Linked DNA regions of Mus musculus: region 1 is linked to region 2. Evidence: chromatin contacts called from public promoter capture Hi-C data. All regions are on one chromosome and are shown on one strand. The core of a region is the stretch at or near the end of the contact, and the rest is flanking DNA. Distances in the headings are between cores, read along the strand shown. Region 1 overlaps BC052040 (cDNA sequence BC052040). Region 2 holds the start of Dph6 (diphthamine biosynthesis 6).

The links. Promoter capture Hi-C pulls out the DNA fragments that hold promoters and counts their contacts.
Region 1: a contact with region 2 is called in a promoter capture Hi-C map of hippocampal neurons, with 6 times the contacts expected there. The contact joins the enhancer-like site here to the promoter of Dph6 in region 2. A contact is called at or near these places in 11 of 39 promoter capture datasets (the 3T3-L1 cell line, 3T3-L1-derived adipocytes, the C10 cell line and 7 more) and 4 of 115 datasets of contacts at active chromatin or transcription factors (embryonic limb bud, embryonic stem cells, large pre-B cells and 1 more).

Annotation. Positions count from the first base shown.
Region 1 is chr2:115,691,655-115,696,976 of GRCm38.p6, reverse strand. All of the region lies in intron 10 of BC052040 (cDNA sequence BC052040), which reads right to left. Among named protein-coding and RNA genes, the nearest start is that of Mir1951, 56 kb to the right of the region's middle. Within about 2 kb of position 2,351, at least 6 of the 459 cell types and tissues checked have an H3K27ac peak or open chromatin away from gene starts, as enhancers often do. A contact at or near this core is called in hippocampal neurons, where this site is marked.
Region 2 is chr2:114,651,349-114,656,314 of GRCm38.p6, reverse strand. It overlaps Dph6 (diphthamine biosynthesis 6), which reads left to right and starts at 1,351. Exons shown (of 9, transcript NM_025675.5): 1 at 1,351-1,484. The coding sequence starts at 1,462.

The DNA.
Region 1 (5,322 bases), core at 1,102-3,601, 1.0 Mb before region 2:
CAAGATTAAACAGAGAAACCCAGTCTGAACAAACAAACAAACAAACAAACCAGACAAAGAAATGATAGCTCCATTAAAATATATTTAAAAAAAACCATAGAAATAGAAACAAAGTAAAAGGAAACCAAAACTAACTAAATTAAAAGAAAAAGGAAGAAAGGGAAGGAAAAATAATAAAAACAAAAAGAAAGATGCTACATAATGCCAACAGACCATTAGGAAGTGGCAGGCTGGCCAGGGGTCTCTGAAAGGGTTAGGTAGTGGGGAAACAAGACTGTGAACTCCAGAGGGTACTGGCCATGTTCAGCATCTACTATGTGATACTTTCCTGAGTGTACATATATGTTAAACTTATCCAATTATAGGCTTCAAATACATGTGCTTTATGTCAATTATATACACCTGGAGAAAAAAAAAGCTGTCTTAAATCTTTAAAGCCTATTTATTAAAATAGGTTTTTATTTGGAGCAATTTATAATTCAGGATAAAATAGAAACTCTAATTAAACGTTTAAAAATATATACTCCCTAACAAATATCCTTTAGCCAATTTATCTCCTGAATTTAAATTTATCATTTAAATTAACATCTGGATCATATATAAATCAACTACTTGATTTGAACTCCCAATAAGGTCACTGTATTCTGGATATAAGGGTACAATGATAGTTTTTTACACTGACTCTACAGATTCATATTAAATATAGTGCAAGGCTGTTGAGCAAGACAAGAATACCTGGCTCATTTTGTCCATCCACACAGACATGAGTCCTCATGTCCTGTGTGTTGGCAAGATTTTTAGCTTCAGCTTAGTTTACTCATAAGCTAACGAAGTGATCTATCCAGTACTTCTCCCCAAGCCTTCTGTGAAGCTTCATGGTGGAACAAAACGGCATAGGTATAGAATTCATAGGAAGACCCTAAGCCTCATTTGCCAATCACTCAAGGACAGGGGTAGCACTCCTGTGGAATATCCCATTGCCTGTACACATTCGCTGCTTGGAACTAGTGTGTCCTAGTTAAGATTCCATTTGGTGGACTGGAGCAATGGCTCAATAGTTAAGAATACTCACTGCTCTTGCAGAGGATCTAAGTTCGGTTCTCAGCACCCAGGCTGAGCAGTTCCCATCTGACACCTTTGGCTTCTGTGGGCACCACATTCACTTTCACATACCCACACACAAATGCATAATTAAAATTAGAATCAGAGTCAAAGCTAGGTCAGTACTTCAATGCTAGGTACACACTAGCAACACTATCTAAGTTTGCAAGATAAAATAAATTTTCTAGGGTGCAGACCCTATCACAGAAGTGAAATTAGTTCTCCAAAAGTAAATTATTTATCAATATGGACAAAATGTTTTCTTTCCATGTGATTGAGAATACAAAGTGAAGCTTACACCCACTTCAGTCTGATCTCTGTGCCACTAGACTTAGCTACAGAAAAGGTCCCACAGAAGGGTGCACAGAACGGTGTTGGGTGATTGGTGCTAACACTGCTGTGGGTGTCCCTTTCTATTGAGACGCTGTTATCCTCCTCTTACCTGTCTGCATGGTTGGATCACAATGTTTGCATTCTTTGATGGCCCCTCAATCCCTTCTTTGTTGATTTGGTTTAACATAGCATTTCTGAACCCTGCATGACACAGATGAACTCCATCACATGGGTCAGCAGGAAAAGCTAGTGTTTCAACACTTCATTGTTCCCTGATTTGTGAAACTGGTCACTATCTCCCTCAGAACACTCTTCACCATGCTGAAAGATAGGGATCGGACACATAGGTGCGTACCTAAGGAAGTAAAGAATTTCCTAACAGACATGTTTTCTTTCATTTTAATCCTTTGTTTAAACTCCTTTCAATCTTGCAACAACCATGTCTTCATTGCAGAACCTGCTTGAAAGGCTCAAGACAACATTTCTATTTTTTTGCTCAGTTTTGCTTTTAAAGTTATCATTGCAAATCACAAATGATGGCACACTGTGCAAACTCCTTGCTGGGGAAAACCTTGTGATTTATATTCCAGCTGCAGATGAAATGGTTTGGGGACCCTGAGAAAACATTCTCATGAAGGTACTAAGTACACAGAAAACACTTTCCTTGTCTTTATCAAATATTTTGAGGTTGCTGTAGCTAATAACAGTGTCCAGTATTTGTCGAACAATGGGCTGTCAATACCTCCCAAGCAACTCCACTATGAGAGATGGAAAGGCAAATTATTATATTTTACCTTCACAGAGGTCCTCTCCAGCGCATTGGCTAATTATTAGTCGATCTGTCTCTTGTTGCTGATGACTGCTTGTTAGTGTACTGCAGCAGCGCTTTCTGAGGCTGCTGTAATTGAAGGTTTGTGAGAGCTTCTAATGCGGAGGCACAAACTCCAACTTACGACAGATGTGATCAGCCTTGCCTTTAACAAGACTGAAATAACTGGAAATCTGTGACTTGACTAATTGCAGGCTTCCTGAAAGTATCTTAATACAGGAAAAACTTGGGCCATCCTCTGAAACATACCTTCCTTACCTCTCACTGCCTGGCGGCCTTGTTTGAAATGCCTCCTCTCAGGTTATCACCAAGCAGAGAAAGTAATCACTAGACCATTGAACAAATAACTGATCTTTAAAAAGCCCTGAGAGGGAAGAAATGAACTCAAATCAATTTCTGCGGCAGAAGGTATTAGCTTAGCATTGCCTGTAGGAGAGTAGACTCTCTGGAGCCAACCATTCAAAAATCTGACAGATGGAACCTGGCTCTTAATCTCCGTACAAGTACAACAGTGTGATTAAGGTCCTATTTCCTCTGGTGTTCATCTCCACAGCCTTACTGCCAGCACACAAAGGCTTTGGAAGATGTACACCTTGCTGCCATGGAGACTGTCCCTCAGACCCAGTGAAGAGGAATCCATGCCAGGCACATGAGCTTAGAAGAGGCTCTGTTCTTATTCTGGATGCATCCAGTTCACACAATGAGGATTCTACAAGGTCAAAGGAACCCGACCTCTGTCTCCCTACCTCTAGGCCATGCTCTTTGTTGTAAGGACATCAAAATGTGCTCCTTAGGGAGCAAAATACCCCTACCATGGCCGAGCACTGGAATGTACAACCTCAGAGGGCAAGGGTTTGTGGAGATTTGCATGGGGCTTGGCTGTCTACATTGGGTTATGGTCGACACCTTTCCAGGTGAAGTGAGAAGAAGGAGAAGACAGGGTCGTGGGGCACCTACACCCACACTCCTACAGATAGCCTGGACGGGCAAAGAACATGGGGATCTTCACACAAACCTCAACTTGCAAGTCTTTACGCACAGCAGACTTTTTTCTAGCATCTCTAAGGAACCACCAACTGTCTCTACTACAGGGTTTCAAGGCATTCCATTTCAGTTTTCACACCAAAGAAGTCTGAAACGTTGGCATAGGGAAGGACATCATCAATGTAAAGCTGGGTGGGAGAAACCACATCTACAATTTCAGCATTCAAGAAGGTGAGGCAGGGGGATTACCATGAGCTCAAAGCCAGCTTTAGATACTGAGTAGGATCCTGTTTCAACAGAACAAAATAAGACAAACAAAACAAACAAACATAAATATTTAGCTGGGAAACTTTACAAAATGCATTTGCCACGTGGTTACTCTTCATTGCCCAATTTAATAATAATATAAAAAGTTATAATATTTCTCTAAAACAGGGCTGTAAAAGTTTATATATCTATAAAGTCTATAAAAGGGTTTTAGAAATTGAGACACTCCCTACTATCCTGAGGATGACACTCTCAAGAAGAAAAAACTGGACCAATTATGGTTTAATGTCACCATGTCTTATATAATCCTTAACAGTTTATTTCAATTATAGTTGCACATTTAAGTATGAGTATACCTATCGCACAATCATGCAATGAATAACTACCCACTGATTGCCTACTGTATGACAGGCATTCTGCCAATTTCTGAGCATTTAAAGATAGATAAAACAACTAGGTAGCATTAACTCGAAGGAGGTGACAAGCAAACACCAATTATAATGCTTGATAACTGCTGTGGGATCACCAGCAGAACACAAGCAGGAGTGGCTTTGCGGAAGCAATAAGGTTTTCTAAGGAGATGTCAGCCAAGTTGAACGCTGAAGCTAGCTAAAGAGTTGCTATGTTAAAGAAGGTGATTCAAACTGTCTGATGAAGTGATACACAAGAAAAACACAGAGGCAGATTCCTAGCTGTGGACTGCTAGCACATATCAAAGTGCTTTACAGGTACTGAGTAACTGATTTTTAAAATAAGAGAAAAAGAAAAGTATTATTAATTCTGTAGATGGGCAAGCTGTTTCCATATATGAGACCAACGCAACCTGGATTCAAACCTGATATTCCTTTCATCACTTCAAGGATAACTATTATATTGAAAAATTAAATTCAAGCACACAGAACCTCATCATTTCCACCAGCTGGCTTTCATGGTCTTTGCAAAGCTTGCCTATAAAGTGTACTTTTAAAATCAATGCTCCTGATGACAGTGTGCCTGAAGGTACCAAGACCAGCAGAAGGCCTGAACCTATGTGTGAGGTCGCCGCCACCTCCTCTTCCTCCTCCTCATTTATTTATTTTAAATTTATTTATTTATTTTATTTATTTATTTATTTTAATTATATGAGTCTTCATACCAGAAGAAGGCATCAGATCCCATTACAGATGGTTATAAGCCACCATATGGTTGCTGGGAATTGAACTCAGGACCTCTAGAATAGTACTCTTAACCACTGAGACGTTTCTCCAGCCCGCCATGTTCTTCTTGGTCAGCAGTTGTTGGACAATGATCACCATAGCATGCAGGTCCTTCTGTCAAGTTTTTCATTCTCCTGCTCCTTTGATGGGCAGTATGTTAGAATTAAGCACAAAATCTGGCCTTCAACTGCAGAATTGCTTTGCTCTTCTAGCTGCCAAAGCAGACTTAACTGTGTGAGCCACAGTGTTGAAGGACTCACTTCATGACTACAGAAAGAGGAATCAAGGGCCTAGCAGTGTTGGTTTCATATAGAAATGTCTTCTGGCAGCACTCAAGCGTTTGTGGTTATATTGGGGACAAACAAGGCTTCTCTGAGGCTCACTATTTGACTACATAGCGGCAGAGATGGAAGCGTGTTGAGGAATTAGTCAAGGCTCACGTCAAAGTGGGGGTTGGGAAAGCAGCCCATGGTCTTCAGACAGTATCTTCTGTTTTGGAGAAGTGACTGCACTGAGGAATTTAAATCTTCTAAAGGCGAATTAAAGCAAGACAAATTGCTAAAGTTTCATACCAAAGCAATGAGAGAGACATTTCAAAATGATAATATAAAA
Region 2 (4,966 bases), core at 102-2,601:
TGTCTAAGGCTGTGTCTAAAGGCAGTGACAGTGTATCCCACATGTATGAAATAAATATGGCCAGAACCAGCAGGCTGGAAAAAAAAAAGCCAGGTGAAAGTAGAAATCAGAAAGGGAGATTTATTCAACATGGATACATTGGGAAGACGGATTTTGGGAGTTTGGGCATTCACTGGAGATATATATATGTATATATATACATATATATATATATATATATATATATATACACACACACACACATATACACACACACACACACACATATATATATATATATATATATATATATATATATGTATTACATGTATATAATGTGTATATACATAGGCAGTGGTGGCGCACACCTTTAATCCCAGCACTCAGGAGGCAGAGGCAAGTGGATTTCTGAGTTCTAGGCCAGCCTGGTCTACAGAGTGAGTTCCAGGACAGCCAGGGCTACACATAGAAAACCTGTCTCAAAAAAAAAAAAAAAAAAAAATATATATATATATATATATATATATATATATATATACATTCTTTACATATGAATAATATTCAAAGATGTATATGTTTAAGTTAGTTTAACTCACCAATAATGCCACGTGTACCCTCTATTTCTGCATTTTTTTTCTGTCTCTCTCTTTCTCTCTCTTTTGGTACAGTATTTTTCACTTTAACATACAATTCTCTTTTTAAATTCTCTTCTTCCTACACCTCTACACAAACTCCTTGTTCATGGATGTAGGTAGGCATGGTGGTCTATATCGTACACCAGTTGATCCCAGGAGCTCCAAAGAGTGCTTAGTACATTCAAATAACTAAGTACTGGCAAACGTATTTTAAATTAGATTTTCGTTTTGCTTTCTGGAGTGCAAGTTTTTCAGTTTCTGTATTGGGAAAATGCAAAAACACAGTATAGGAGGCGGAGGTCATGTAGCCTCACTGGTTCAATGGGCAGAGATGCAAACCTCGAAGTTAAAAGTGATCAGGGGTTAGTGGGTTTTTTTTTTTGGAGGGGGGGTAGGAAGGGCGAAAAGATTTCTTTCTTGTAGTTGACGAAGAGAGGAGAGAGACTAAATCCCCTTTCCAAGGTAGTGTTTCAAATCTTAGAACTTGTGACTTTGAATTTACTACCCAGACAATCCCAGCACCCTCAAGCGGTTTACCAAGGACCATGCCCTTCCCTTGGCAGCTTCACTGCCCTTACTTAGGTGGTTAGGCTGTGCCTAAACTTTTTTCTTTTTGTAAATTCTGAGCCATATATCCATGTATCAGGGAACAGATGCTGAGACTACCTAGCCTCTACACCCGGGTGTTCAGCAAGGTGCTGAAGGGGCAGTAGGCATGGTCGAGGGCAGGCAGCGCAGCAGACACCAGGTCGAGGACCGCGCGTGTAGGTCCAGTCGCCGCGGGATCCCGGGCCTGGCGTCTGTGGTTACCGCACGCACGCACGTACGCACGCACACTGCGCCCAGAATGAGGGTCGCGGCCCTGATCAGGTAATGAGGACTGGGGCCATCGCTTTACTCTTGGGCAAGGCTATATCCTGACGCGGCCACTGTAGAAACATCCGGAGCCACTTCTTGGGGCGCCGCGTGGGCCGGCCGGCGCCACGGCCACCGGAAGAGGCGGGGCGATCTGCTCGGGCTCCCTGGCCCCACGCGCCTCCTCTCTGGCAGCTTGGCAAAGCTAAACAGCACTAATTCCTGGGTCCTCCTCCTCCTCCGTGGGCGCATGGTCACCACGCCTGTTGGACTTTTATTTGCTCTGAACTTTGAGAGCCGCTGTTAACTTCACTTACTTGTTAGCAGTTTTTGTCCTCTATAATTCTCCTCAGTCTTGATCCTTTCCAGGAAGGAGGATTGCAACCTCACTCTCTTCTCACATCTCTGGCTTGCCGGGAGAGCTGTAGGATCCCCTAGATGGTTTGAGATTGCTTTGCTCCTATGTTGTCAGACACCTCCGTTGGAACTCAAGCTACTGACAGATGTATTTCCTCCTGGTTGAGTTGAAAATAAGCTAGGTTTTTCTAGATGCTCTGGAGTGCGTTGGATACAAATTTGCCTTACTGACCCTGGGCAACCCAAGTCATATTCCAAAAGTAGTTTGAAATCTAGTAACTTACTTAAAAGCCCAGATACTATAGCTGATAAGCAGAGCTATCCTTGATCTGTTTCAGTGCCTGGCAGTGATAAGGGGCATAGCAATATTAGTTTAAGACCCTTAAGTGTATTGTTTCTTGAGATTTAGACCTCAAAAAAGTGTGAATTCCACTTTATTGCTACAGTCTCTTTTTGTTAGCCTAGTGAAGCACACGTACACATTTGTTGTTAATGCCCTAGGTAACTGATGCTAGTTGACAGTGGGTGACAGTCTAGGTAAGCCAGTTTCTCTAGTGGCAGGAAAATGCCAGATCTGTTGATTCTGTGCCATTTTAAGGAAATGAAAACCCACCATAATTTAATAAATTTTACACATAAAGGGAATAAAACTTTAACCATCACGATTATTTGGTGAAGAGAGATAAAAATTAAATGTGAGCCAGGAAGGCAGCCATGGAACTTAGTTTACCGAAGCTCAGCAGGGTAGTAAAACATGTGAAACTGGAGAGAAGAAAGTCTCAGTGGAGTGTGTTCCTCAAAACACTCAGTGGATAGGAATTTAGAGGTGCTGTTTGAGAAATTATACAATTAAAAGCTGTATATTAGGAAATAAGAATGCACAAAATAAATATACATGTACTGTGTATGATTGTGTATAACATGGCCATATATTTAAGCTTCAGTTTGATAAATCTGTGTGCATTGTGTACCCACATGCATGTATTTGAATTTGTGTGTACAACAGTTGATAGGGTATGAATGTATTTCCAGGACAAAATGAAACACATTCTTTTATATCACTAAGTCAAAGACTAAAAAAAACTCAAAAAAAAAAAAAAAAAAAAAGATGTCCTGTTGAATGGAAGCTTGTAGATTATCTAGGCAGGCTATTTTAAATTTATTCTGAAGCATAGAAACCCAAATATATTGTGATTGCATTGTCTGCCTTTGGAATCTTCTGCCCGATCTGGGCTGCATTGTCTAGTCTCAAGAAGAAGCACCTAATCTTATTGCAACTTGATATGCCAAGGCTGGTTGGTCCTTAGGAGGCCTCCCCTTTTCTGCAAAGAAGGGGTGGTATGGTGGATGGAGCTACATGAGAGGGAGGTACTCATAGGAGAGGAGCGAGGAGAGGTGGCATCAGGATGCAAAGGAAATGAATAACATCATCATAATAATTAACAGTAAAAAATTCTTTGTTCCTGAATGCTTTTTGTTCTTTGAGTACTCTGTGTTCTGTAGAACACAGCTTGAGAAATACTTTGAAAGGATATTTAAAGAGTTGACATATTTTAAACCATAAAGTTAGGAGGTGATTATGGATGTTCACCCTTGAATCTCTAACGTATTTCTAGAGCATTTGTTTATTTGTTTTGGGGGGAACATAGTAATAGGATCCAATAGAGAAAGTTATGAAGACCTACTTTGGCGCATATCTGAAAAGATGAGGCCTGGGATTTATTTATTTATTTATTTATTTATTTACCTGACTGTCTTAGTCAGGGTTTCTATTCCTGCACAAACGTCATGACCAAGAAACAAGTTGGGGAGGAAAGGGTTTATTCAGCTTACATTTCCATACTGCTGTTCATCACCAAGGAAGTCAGGACTGGAACTCAAGCAGGCCAGAAAGCAGGAGCTGATGCAGAGGCCATTGACGGATGTTCTTTACTGGCTTGCTTCCCCTGGCTTGCTCAGCCTGCTCTCTTATAGAACCCAAGACTATCAGCCCAGAGATGGTCCCACACACAAGGGGCCTTTCCCCCTTTAATCACTAATTGAGAAAATGCCTTACAGCTGGATCTCATGGAGGCATTTCCTCAACTGAAGCTCCTTTCTCTGTGATAACTCCAGCTGTGTCAAGTTGACACAAAACTAGCCAGTACACCTGATCTTGTAAAACTATTTTAACAGAGCTTTCTTTCTTTTTTTCTTTTATTGGATATTTTCTTTATTTACATTTCAAATGTAATCCCATTCCACCTTCCCCTGCTTCTCTGAGGGCACTCCCCCACCCACCCACCCACCCACCTACTCCCGCCTCCCCACCCTGACAATCTCCTACACTGGAACATCAAGCCTTCACAGGACTAAGGGCTACTCCTCCCATTGATGCCCAACAAGGCCATCCTTTGCTACATTTGCAACTGGAGCCATGGGTCTCTCCATGTGTACTTTTTGGTTGGTGGTTTACTCCCTGGGAGTTTTGGGGGTTGGGGGTTGTCTGGTTGATTGATGTTGTTGTACTTCCTATGGGTTTGCAAACCCTTTCAGCTCCTTCAGTCCTTTCCCTAACCCCACCATTGGGGACCCAGTGCTCAGTCCAGTGGTTGGCTGCGAGCATCAACCTCTGTATTTGTCAGGTTCTGGCAGAACCTCTCAGGAGACAGCTATATCAGTCTCCTGTCAGTAAGCACTTCTTGGCATCCACAATAGTGTCTGGGTTTGGAGACTGTATATGGGATGGATCCCAAGGTGAGGCAGTCTGAATGGCCTTTCCTTCAGTCTTTGCTCCACATTTTGTCTCTGTATTTGCTCCGGTGAGTACTTTTTCCCCCTTCTATGAAGGACTGAACAAGCATCTACACTTTTCTCTTCCTTCTTCTTGAGCTTGATGTGGTCTGTGATTGTATCTTGGGTAGTTGAAGCTTTTGGGCTAATATCCACTTATCAGTAAGTGAATACCATGTATTTTTTTTTTTTTTTTTTTTTTTTTTGTGACTGAGTTACCTCACTCAGGATAATATTTTTCTAGTTCCATCCATTTGCCTAAGAATTTCATGAAGTGATGGTTTTTAATAGCTGAGTAGTACTCCATTGTGTAAATGTACCACATTTTCCGTATCCATCCCCTCTTTTTTTTTTTTTTTTTGAGACAG